2 separate regions of the Gossypium hirsutum genome follow, and region 1 is linked to region 2. A link is a contact called in public Hi-C data. All regions are on one chromosome and are shown on one strand. The core of a region is the stretch at or near the end of the contact, and the rest is flanking DNA. Distances in the headings are between cores, read along the strand shown. Region 1 has its middle 15 kb from the start of LOC107953202. Region 2 holds the start of LOC107908673.

Region 1 (6,461 bases), core at 3,397-5,896, 180 kb before region 2:
TGCATTTGTCAAGGTGCCACTTAATCTATTTTTGCTCAAATGGAGATGTATGATAGATTGTGCGCCGAAGCAAGATGGTATTGGGCCAGAAAAATTATTTTCTGAAAGGTCCAAAATTCTAAGGGAATCCAAATAGCACAATTCCATCGGAATGAGACCCTTGAGCTGATTGTTGGATACTGCCAATGCATTTAATTTTGACACATTCCATATCCATCTTGGGAGCTCTCCGGACAAATTGTTGTTACTTAAATCCATATCAACAAGGGAATATGAAAGGAAAGTTGAGATATCAATGCTAGGTATATTTCCATCAAAGTTATTGCCATCTAAATATAGCAATCGTAATGAAGTTGAGCAAAAGATTGTCGGGGTTATCTTTCCACTTAGATGATTATTTGATAGCCTAAGAAACCCCAACGAGTCACTTTGAGCTAACATTTCTGGTATTCCTCCAGATAGCTGATTATGTGACAGATCTAATAATAAATTCCAAGTGGTCAAACTACCCAGACAAGGAGGAATATTACCTTGAAGGGAATTGCCTGCTAGGTTTAACCCATTTAGTTGTGGAAAGATTGAACAAATGTTTGCTGGAATTGGACCTTGTATTTTGTTGTCAGATATATCAACAAAGGATATGTTTGGATTCGGATGAGATGGAAGATTGAGATGACCCATAAAAGAGTTACCCTTCATTAAAAATGCTTCCATTCTTGTATTGTTCTCTAACAACCAAAAAGGAACCTTCCCTCCAAAATTATTATATGAAAGATCAATAATACTCAGGTTATTTTGGTAATAGAGGAATTTCGGAATTTCAGTTTGGAGTTCCTTTGTTGTGCAATTTGACAAACGGAAGGCTTTTAGTTGGAACTTTGGGACCCATTTTGGAATGGTAGGCTCTTCCACTAACTAGTTTTGATTGCTGGAGAGTACTTTGAGGTGTGAATGGTTGGCAAATGATATGAAAATGGAAGGAACTTCGAATAGGTTTCGTGAAAGAGAAATGAATCTAAGCAAAGTGAGATTGGCTAAGCCAATGGAGACACCTTTCCCGACGAATTGATTACCGGAAATATCCAAATAATGAAGTGATGACAAGTTAGCCAAACATGAAGGGAGGGTTCCTTTAAGAGCATTTTCACTAAGATCCAACCCCTCAAATTTCCGTAAATCACACCATCCTGTAAAATAAATTTGTACAAATTATTTAAATATTCTAGGAGGATAAAAAATAATTAATCAAGAGATTGTCTAAATAATTATGTCATAATTATTAATTTACCTTGGGTAGGTAATGTCCCAGACAGCCCACAACCACTCAAAGACAAAATTTTAAGAGAAGCCAATGCACCAATGCTTTGAAGAATGTTGTTGTTGAGAGATGATCGATCTAGTACTAATTCCTCAATTTTGCTCGACACTTGCAATTCATCTTTACAAATTTATAAGAGTTATTTAAATGATTGATGTTAAGTAAATAATATTTTTAAAACTAAATATTCACACACACATATTTTTTTTACCTTGAGTAGAAAATGTGTCATTAAAGTAATTGCCTCTCAAATATATGGTATTAACAGATGAGAATGTCTCCAGGAGTTGTATTAGAGAAGCAGTTCCATTGTTGAACACCCCGTTTAAGTTAGCAACCTTTAGCTTTCCTAAACTTTCATTTTCTGAGAGTCAAATTAATAATTGCCATCAGTTCACTAGATATCTAATGGCAAACAATAAGTGAGACTTTATTTAGTTGATACATATACCTTTATTCTTTATGGGCACAAATTCCTTCAGCTCATTTCCACTCATGTCTAGCTCCTCTAAGTTGCTTAAAGTGTCTAATAATTCTGTAAAAATTGACAAATAAAATTTAAATTTAAAATCACACAGAATAAATGTAATAATTCAATAAATAATTTGTTTTGTTTAAAGGGAGATTAAATATGTTAAGTATTTCCACCTTTAATATTTATTGATCCTTTAAGCTGATTATTCCGTATACTCAATGACTTTAGATTGGAAAACCCACTAAGCTGTGTCAATAAGTTGTTCGTGAAGGAGTTCTGATCCAAATTAAGCTCTTCTAAATTGGTCAAATTAAGTGGCCTCTCACCATCTACAAAGCATTTAGATAAGCAAATTTACTACTAATGGAATATTAAATGAGATATTGGTATGTATATGTAAGAATATATAAAGTAGAACATATCGACACATACCATAGGGAGATTGGAGGCTCTCAATTTTATTGGCACTCAAGTCCAACTTCTTTAGCTTTGTCATATTATTCAATACTATCCAAATCAATAGAATGCATTTTTTTGTCAGTCCAATAAAGTAATCATCACAAAAATTCAGTTGTGGTCAAATTTTATATAACAACTTCATTTGTCTGCAAAATATTGAATGTTATAGATAAGTGGTCGCTATAGATTTATAACAACATTTAATATTTAGGTCATATTTAAATTTATAAAAATTTTAAATTAAAAAAATTAATAAAAATATTTATTAACAAGATATAGATTGAGTCTTTAATAAAATTCACTAATGTAACTCCATTTATAAAAACTATTTTCATTTCGTAAAATATGAGTAATATATTTTATATAAAATTTAAACAATTTATTGAAATAATATCTTAATTAAAATTTGTTAATTTTAGTTCACTTAGAAATAGAATTAGTTGTGCTAAAATTTGAGACAACAGATTTATAAAGAACTAATTTAGTAAATAATATACTGTATACTTTATAAATGTTGCTATTATAGTAGATAAAGATAATTAATTCCACATCTACAAGGCTGATTATATATATTAACTAGTTTCTTTCCAATGCGTTGCTTAGATTGATGGTATGTATTAATTAAATACAATTTTTTAATTTAATACTAAAAGAATTTAAAAGACATAGAAAAAAATTTGAAATTGAAATACTATTATCGTGGTACATATATTTTACTTTATATATTAAAGAGAAAAAAATATTTATTTTAAAAAGTTAATTAAATGTTTATATGTCATCTACGTGGAAATCAACATATATGCCACATTAACAAAGTTAACAAGCGTTAAATTTTTCATTCATTTTAGGGTGATTTGATAAAAAAGCAAGTTTAAATATTAAAAGAGGTGAAAAATTAAATTAAATGCTAAAATAATATTTTTATAAAATTGAAGGACCAAAAAATCATTATGCCTTTATTTTACTACCCGAAAAATGAACTCCAAATTTAGCTTATTATTTTTATTTTATGAAATTTTACATACCTGTAATACCTACTGACCCTTCCAATTGGTTTCCCCCAATACTCAAGGACCTTAAACTTGATAACCCCTTGAGATCTGCCAAATCATTGTTGTTCAAGGAATTATAATCCAAATTAAGCACTTCCAAATTTATCATCGGTTGCGCTTTCTCACCTATAAAAGATTTAAGTCGAATAATTTTAAGGAGGATTTGTTTGTATAATATCCAAGAATAATTATTTGTATCTCGATTTCATCTTTGATTTATTCATAAATATACTTTTATAGGTAAACGCCTTGAAGACATAGTTGATTGTACATAGAACATCAAATTTAGATATACCTTGAAACTGTCGGAGGCTTTTGATGCTATTGTCGTTTAACTCTAACGTCTTCAAGTTTGTCAAACTCTTCAATTCTATCCAAGAACAATGAAATATATCAAATATCAACACATTTCAAGGCTTATTCACATGAAAAAAATTAATTTTAATCTTTTAATATAAAAGTGGCACTCACTTGTATCTAATATTCAAGGATTTTTTATACAAGCATTTTTAATCAGAAGAAAAATTCTGATTTATCATTCTCCTATTTAAAAGAGATAAGAATAACACAAAATCACAATTTCATACAATACATTCTCTCATTAAGTACATGTACGCTTTAACTTGTTTAAATATATGCAAACTTTTAATTAACATATGGGAAATAATTTGTTTATTTCAACCTATTGTCTGTCAATTAAAATTAGTTAAAAAGTTTAATAACCGTATTATGAAATAAATTAATAGAGAATTTAGCAATCAATTGTAAGTTGGTATGATCAAACCTTATACTCTTTCATTTTTTTTTTTGCATAAACTTACAATTGATAGAATTTGAGAGATGGAAGCTTACTTGATAAGATACTATCATTGAAGTAATTCTGAGTTAATACAAGAGTTTCTAACTTGTTGAAAGCAGATGAAACAGATACTGCATGCAAGAAAAAGTTATTGATCATGAGTGTCTTAATTTAGAAAAAATTAAAGGAATAAATTAATTCAAGGATTAATCGGTCATCGAAGAGATGAAAAGCAACCAACCTTGGTTATCTACAAGATCTGCAATTTCATTTCCACTCAAATCAAGGCTCTTCAATTCCTCAAATGGAAGAAATAAAGAGACATTGAGATACCCATATGGATCTGATATCCATTCACGGTTATCCCATTGACGTTTGAAACCAAGATCGAGACCTATTACTCGTTCAGTAGTGACGTTGCACTCAACTCCTTCCCATTCACAACAATTCGAACCTTTCACATCTACCCAGTTACTGTCATTGAAGAAATATTTGAGTTGGAAGAGAGCAATTCTCTCCTGCTCCAAGCACCCCTCAGTCTGTCGCCACCCTTGTATGATGAACAGAAGTGTAGTGAGTAATACCCACAACGATTTAGCCTCCATCTTCTCTAAATCAACAAACCACTCACTTGAGACCTGCCTGCATTTCGATCAAACAAAGCCTTGGACTTTATACACCTTGAAGTCCTCTCTTACTCCAAAAGTTGGGCCCCACTGCATTGATTTTTTTTCTCTAATTATGCTAACCACAGAATTATTATTATACTAAAAATAAAATCAAGCTTTGGGGGTAGAGGTGCTCATGGGCCGGGCCGGGCCCAGAAAAATTTCGGCCTAGCCCGAAATATGGACCTGAAATTTTGTCCAGGCTCAGCCCGAGAAAAAATTCCTAAGCCCCGAGCCCTTCCCGGCCCATTTTTTTAATAAACACCAAAAATTTATTTTAAAAATAAAAAATAAAAAAAATATTTTAAAATTAAAAAATATATATATATTTATTATATATTCGGGCCAGGCCCGGGCCAAAAAAGTGGTGCCCGAGGCTCGGCCCATTTTCTAAACGGGCCTCATTTTTTTGCCCAAACCCATATTTCGGACCTATATTTTTACCCGAAGCCTCCCATATTTCGGGCGTGGCCGCCCGGCCCATGAGCACCTCTATTTGGGGGCTATGTCTTTTTATTTAATTAGATTTAATTATAAATAATTATATCAAATTTATTAAAAAAATTATAAACTAAATGTTTTATATAAGAAGTTTTAGTTTAAATTTTGGGGGTAAAAGTGAAAATTGGATAATGGTGACTACTGATATCTTGGCACCTCTATTAGGTTTGAGAGTATGCGGCAAAGAGAGTATTTTATAGCAAGCATGGCCAGTCAAATATGTCATTTCACATATCTCATTCCCAATCAGCTGTGAAAAACGTTGCCCATCCCTGCATTTTTTGTTATGGAGGTTTTAGCTCAACAAGCTCTTATAAACCTCTATTCACCAAACACTACAATTAGAGGGTTTAACTACCTAATCCTCTATTTGTACCCAAATCAGTTAAAAGAAATCCAAAACCTTATTTATCAAACATTTCCTATATCTTTTATAAGGAAAAATTGAAAAGAATATAAACCCATAAAATTTAAACCCAAATATCTGCCAATTTTTAATATTTTTATTTTATCTTTCAATAAAATCATTATTTGTTATTTATATCATATTTTTATAAATATATATTTATATAAAATTTCACCTATATTATGAGCGTGACAACCATAAATTTTTTTTTAATTTTGGTAAGCATAACAGATTTATTATATTCTATACTACACTATAATAAAAGCTATATGTGTTGAATTTTATAAGTGAAGCAATTATCTTAAAACATTTTTAGTTTAATTATTACTATTGTTATATACCAGTGAACACTAACCCAAGTCTTTAATAGGATCCGAGTTACTTACCTGTAATTCGGATAGGCCCTACCAGACGATTGAGTGCGAAGCGAACTACGAGAGGATAGCAAGGCGAGGTCACGAACCTAGCTCATAAGGGGGTTCGCGACCCCAGCTCGTAAGAACTAAGGAAAGGCCACGGTCTTAGTTCGCATATGAGTTAGGGGTTCGCAAAAAGGAACGTGCGCTCTGTAGGCAACCTAGACATATGTCCAGTAAGCTCAGAGCCTACTTAGGGTGTTAGTCCTAGAAACAGAAAGGACCGTGTGCTTAGTAGGCAACTAGACACGTGTCTAGTAGGCTCGGAGTCCGTAAAGAATTCCAGTACTAGGGACAGAGAATGCCAGTACTAGGAGTAGTGGAGTCAAGACAAAACAATAGAGTCATATCATGAGTTGTAATAGCA
Region 2 (6,334 bases), core at 2,151-4,650:
GTTTTATTGCAGGCTCCCACTTATTTTCGTTTTCCTCTCTGCCGTCTTTAGGCAGCTCAATTTCAAGCTCAAGAAGCCCTGGTTCTGATGCAACTTTATTAAGAACATCACTGATGGAATCAAAATAGTGGTTGCCTTTCACTAGTCTCCTTGAAAACTTCTTAACACCAGGCATAAGAAACACCAGAGAATTCTTTGAACCAGAAAAAACCTGATCCTTAGGCTGTTCAGAATGCCAACCTCGAGCTAAAAGGCGAGGCCAAACAGCTTCCCAGAAAAGATCGCTACATCTAGCTTTGCTCAACCTAAAATCTCCGGTTAGAAAGTTGATAATGTCCACAGATGTAAGAGTAGAACATGCTTTGCCAACTGGTATTTCAGGACGAAAAGAAACTACGTGATTGGGTTTTATGGGTTCCATTGCATTGCCAGTGAGATCTTGCTTTCCTTTACCAATACCTACAGCTTCTACGAGCATAGTAATACCAACTGTGTTCTTTATAGTGAATACGTATTCTTTGAAGGATACTTTTCCCTCGCCAAATGTCTTAGAAACCTACAATAATCATAGTTCATAAAACATCATGCGCAAACATTTCTCTCACAAATATAGACCAAATATAACTGCAAAATTAGGTGCAATAGTTCCGCAATGAACTGAGAGTTTCAACTATAAGTAGACTCGATAACAAAAACCGGGAGCTCAAACGAAAACCGATAGAGGTTCTTGAAAGTTAGACAAGAATAACAACATAAATAAATGTCTAATTATTTAGAAAGATCAAATGATTGTGTAAAAAAAGTCAGAAATGCACCTCAAGCAACATATCTCGACATTCTTCTGAAACGTGAGAAGACAATCGTGACAATAATTCCTGTTGCCTCCATCCAGTGAACAGCTTTTGTCCATGAACACACCGCCTGCCTCTTAATTTTCGGCAGTCTGACCATCTACAATATCCATCCGACTTGTAGAATTTTCCATAATAGAAAGACAATATCTCTCCCATCCCTTTACTCTCAACAAAGTTTTTCACAAGGATAAGATTTTTCCCGAAGATGTATAACCCGAGAAGAAAACTGTTGAGTTCGATATCCTTCCACACTTCACTAGAAGAGCCTGGAAGCGGATAGAGATCACCATCCACCTGATTTGGCTTAGATTTTGGCTCCATTGGAGAGAGTAAATCAACAACCATCTTAGTTTTGGTTGTAGGTTTATGCTTTAAATACTCTCTCGTGTCGTTCCCATTACCCGACACGGAACCTAAACTTTCGACTTTATATTCTGCACACCAATGGCTTAATGTAATGTGGCTCTCTCCACTGTTTTCAAAGTCAACCGCACCATTTATGCTTTCAACTTTAGTCTTTGTCCAGATAAGAGGGATAGGCAACCCCATTGGGAAAGGGTTTGGCACACTCGTAACGACTTTTGTGTCAATTGGTTCCTTTACAACCTGTAAACTGCGACATTCTCCAACTAGAGGTGGAATTTCTGCTTGGTATTGATCTCCAACACGAGGAATCACCTGTGGATCTCCGAATATTTCATCCAAAAATGAACATGAAGCATGTAATTGTTCAGCAGATTCATCTTTAATGCCCACTATGTCGTTATCCGAAACAGTAGTATCCATCTGCACAATAAGCAAGCAAAAACAATGAAACTGGAAAGAAAAAAAACTAAAATGGAGTTAAGACTGCATAAAACCGGCTTCTTAGCCGTAATATGCTTCAAGATGGTCCTAAATATAAAACATAGGTACACCACCCTTATATAAATGGAATAAAAAGAAATACTATCATTGTGTATGAGAACAGTTCAATATTTCGAAATAGAATTATAGAAAGCATCAGTTTCTACTGCTAGTCCTACATGCAACTGCTAAATACAATTTCCTCGAACTTAAAGGCTTAAGCACAATTTCTCAAAAGTATCCACTGCAATTCAAGATAAAGAATGAACAGAAGAAAACGGAGGAATCCTTTTGCACATGAAAATTCGTAATTACCAGCATTCAATGCGCGGAAAATTCTACCATTTTTCTTAAACTCGAGATCTATCTGTGACCCCCAAGAATTCAACTGCACACCAGGCACTAGAACCATTATATAGCCTAATGTGCTTGTGATTGTTGAGCATGGCATCCTTAGGGTCCCGTGTTGGTTACTGGATACTAAAAAATTGAGAAATGGAGTTCGATATAGTCCCATTTTTCAACTAAACGTAGAAGTAATAAAAAAAAAGTTTCAACCAGGCAGGTTTTTTAGCCAGTCTCGCAAAAAGAGTGCCTAAACACAGAAGGTAATATGTTTGACTCGATATGCATTTCCCGAAAGGGTCTAAGATGATTTTGTTGTCCAGCCTAACACGAAACTGGTCCAAAAACTTCATGAATTCAATCGACAAAGATAAGCACTCATCAAAAGGAAACAAACACGCACAAGCGCGCGCACATGTGCAAACTAAGGTCATCACCAATGCAAATATATCAAAAGCTATACAATGGTTAAATCTATCATAAGAAAATCAAATTCCAGCATATTTTTTTCATTTACTATAATTAAGACAGATAAATACCAACAACAAGAACCTAAAAAAAACCTTGTGGTTAACGACATGATGATAAGGCACATGTTAACGTGCCAATTGAACAGTGAAAAAAACACATAAAACCAGAATCTAAACTACGACAATGAAACATAGTTTGTCAATACATAAACATGTCAAACAATTTCTACAGTAAAATGGAATCAACCACCATTGTACAGTGAAAATTAACATGTAACTCAATTTGACCAAACATATAATCAACCCCCCCCCCAAAAAAAAAGAAAAAAAGAAAGGCAAATAGCACATTAAAGTAAATAAGCAAGCAATAGAGCGTTTTTTATTTTTATTTTGGTTAAAGAGAAAACATATGGCTAACCTTTTATGGATGAACTTGAAACCTTTATGGATGAACTTGAACGTTAAAACCCACGTCCCAAAATCAACCTGGAAAAATGGGTTTTTATTGTTAACATCTATAAACCTCGATTGTCAACCTTTTTTTTTTTCCTAATTTACCAAAAAAAAACATTACTTTTTTTTCTCACTTCACTGTTTTCCAGTTACCGTAAATAAAAAGCAAAGCTAAAAACCACTAGAAAAAGACATGGAAATGGGTGAAGATTAAGAGAAGATTTTAGTTACCTTGTACAAGAGAGAACTTGGTTTTCATGAATACGAGAAAGCTGAATTGTTGAAGGAAAAAAAAGGAAGGAAATTTTCTCTTTAATTTTGCTGTTAAAAAAGGGGGAAAAAAGGAGATTAAAGCTTGTGTTTTGTTGGGTTTGATTTAAGAGAGTTGAGAGACCAAAGGCGGGTTTCGATTGACCGAAAATGAACATTGTTAATCTATGTTCCATTTTACGTTGGCTTTCGACCCTCGTATTTTAGTAATGGGTTATTTTTCATTTTAGTCCTTAAACTTTTCAATTAGATCTATTTTAGTTCCGGATTTCATCAAATTTTGATGTCGTCAGCCTTTTATATTTTTGACCAATATGGGGTCTAGTTGTCAAATTCAGGTTTAAAGTGCACCAAAAGAAAATACAAAAATCAAAATGAATCTAATTGATAAGTTTAAGGACTGAAAGTTATATTAACCCTTTAATAATTTTAGGAGATTGTTTTTGGTACAAATGTTAAATGCTAATAGATTGAATCCCTCGGTAGCTAAGAATTTTTCTGAATTTTTTAAAAAATTGATTTATTTTATTTGATTATTTCATCAATAACAAAATATTAATAATAATATATATTTTATAATTAAATTTATTTTTATTATTAAGATAGTAATTCAGGTCAACAATCTAATGTTTAATTAGACACATAATTTTGATTTAATTTAATTATATATTTAAAATTTTGATTTTCATTCAATAATATGTGATAAAAATTTAATTTAACGTGCCTTCCTTCGAGTAAAATGGTACCAATCGAGATCAGATTCAATTCTTTTAAAAAAATTATTTTAATTAAATATTAGTCATTTAAAATTTAAATTAATACAATTATTTACCTTTGGATTAGATATAATTATTTCTCACTTTATTGATTGTGAAAAATTTAGTAAAAAATATTAGGTATACAATTGCACCAAATCAAAGTATCATATTTTACGTTAAATTAAAATTGATGCATAATTTTAAGATTTATATATACTTAAAACCTACGAACAATCATATCTAACTTTTTCTTTTCCTTTCTAGAACATTTTTATTCACATAAATTCTTAATTAAAGTTGAAATTTTAGCACTCAAATTCAAATATCACCGTGTGTGAATTCTCAATATATATCTTTATTTTAATTTAAGTCTTGTTACGTGAATCCTATTTATCTTTATTTTAATTTAAGTCTTGTTACGTGAATCCTATTTATATTTATTTTAATTTAGACTGATTATAATTATGATTGTAATTACAACTTAAAAAATTAAGGCTAAATATTGACACCCAAAAGAAAAAAGAATAAAAAAAAATGAAACTGATTATAACCAACATGAAGAGGAAGGGGCTCTTCAAATGTCTCTTATTGAAGTCCATAAAACCCATATGTTAGTTAGAGGAGTTGAGCCTAAAATTGTAACAATGGCCCAAGCTATCCAAGGCTTGGGTGTTAAGCCATTAACCATTACCCATTATAATTAAGTGCTCACTCTAAGCCCTAATTCTTACATCTTAAGATTTATTCGCGGGTCGGACTATTTGTTTAATCTTTTTAGAACAAGGTTTGAATAAAATTATTTTCGATATGAATTAGTTTAAAATGTTATTTTGATAATAAAATCATATTTATTTGAACGGTTCATCTTTATAAGTTGGAATCGTAAATGGAGATGTGGAGGAGAAAATATGTAGGGTTCTCAGGGTGAAAAAATAAGTCAAGAGATGCCTTTGATGACCGAGAAGTAAAAGAGAAGAAAAACCCTAAAAATCTAATTTTGTCTTGATACTATGAAATATATATATGGAGCTCCTTGTAGAGACCCATATTGTACCCAAAATATTTATTTATAACAAAAATTTAATTATAAGAATATATAAATATAAATACTTTTTTAAATATTGTTATCAATGAATAGAAGGAATTAAGCCCAAACCCCATTTTAAATATTGTGTAATTCATTATTTGTTGAACTTCATCAAGCCCATATATTATATATATTTATAATAAAGGGGCAAACTATTTAGAGGGTTTAGGTGTGAAATCATTAACCATGCATTCCTTTAGCTCAAGGATAAGATTGAAGTTTTGAGAATTCCCAAAATTTTATATTTGAATTCTACTCTAAAAAACATATATAAGTTTTTTTAGATTTATTTTAATTAATAAATTAGTTGATCAGAATTAATTAATTATCTAATTCAATACTTAATTGATTTTATTGAAACTATTATAATTAGGAAAAAAAACTATCATACACCAATTATAATTAGAACTGCTCATGGGATGGGTCGGACCGCCCGCTTGAAAAGTAGGAGGGTTTGGGTAAAAATATAAGCCCGAAAAATAGGCTTGGGCAAAAAAATAACCCGTTTAGAAAATGGGTCAGGCCTTGGGCAAAGCTTTTTTGGCCCGAGCTTGACTCGACCCGAATATGCAAAAAAAAATTGATTTTTTTTGCTTTTTTTTTACTATTTTGCTACCATTTTGCTATAATGTTGCTACTATTTTGTTGTTATTGTATAACTCTTATTTTATTGTTAATTTTGTTACTATTTTATAGGTATTTACTTGTTAAGTTGTACTTATCTTTAAAATTTAGTTTCAATTTGTTGAGAAATATATATTTTAATGTTTTTAGTATTTTTGATGTATTATATATTTTTAAAATTTTATATAAAAAATTATATAAAAACTTAATACAGATTGAGCCCAAATTTTAACATTTTTACTTGGGCCAAATTTGGAAAAAAAATCTTAGGCCCATTTTTCAAGCTGGACCCGGGCCTAACAAATGGAATTAAAATTTTGATTAGGCCTGACCTGTCCTATGAGCGCCTCTAATGATAATTCAGATTTGGCTAATAGGTAGCTACTTTTTTCCCATTATTAGAATATTATCTGCCTCTTTCTTAGGCTATATAATGACACCTTTCAAAGTTACTTAGTATGCTAATAAGTAATTAGGCAATACAAGAAATACATTACTTTTCTTATTTTTTAAGCATTACTATAGATAGTTTGTAACTATACAATGATAAACTGCCAAAACAATACAAAGAATAGAGCTTGGAACACTAGAACATTATAAGTGAGATGTAATTTTGGATTTTGGAAT

The links. A called contact is a pair of places that touch in the nucleus more often than the background predicts.
Region 1: a Hi-C map of seedling shows a contact between it and region 2, with 2.2 times the contacts expected there. The contact joins the enhancer-like site here to the promoter of LOC107908673 in region 2. A contact is called at or near these places in 7 of 34 Hi-C or Micro-C datasets (fibers, hypocotyl, leaf and 1 more).

Annotation. Positions count from the first base shown.
Region 1 is chrD08:5,466,531-5,472,991 of Gossypium_hirsutum_v2.1, reverse strand. It overlaps the pseudogene LOC107953200. Among protein-coding and RNA genes, the nearest start is that of LOC107953202, 15 kb to the right of the region's middle. Within about 2 kb of position 4,646, at least 4 of the 9 cell types and tissues checked have an H3K27ac peak or open chromatin away from gene starts, as enhancers often do. A contact at or near this core is called in fibers, where this site is marked.
Region 2 is chrD08:5,288,493-5,294,826 of Gossypium_hirsutum_v2.1, reverse strand. LOC107908673 reads right to left here and starts at 3,400. Exons shown (of 4, transcript XM_016835916.2): 1 at 3,200-3,400; 2 at 2,934-3,001; 3 at 816-1,640; 4 at 1-556. The coding sequence starts at 1,640.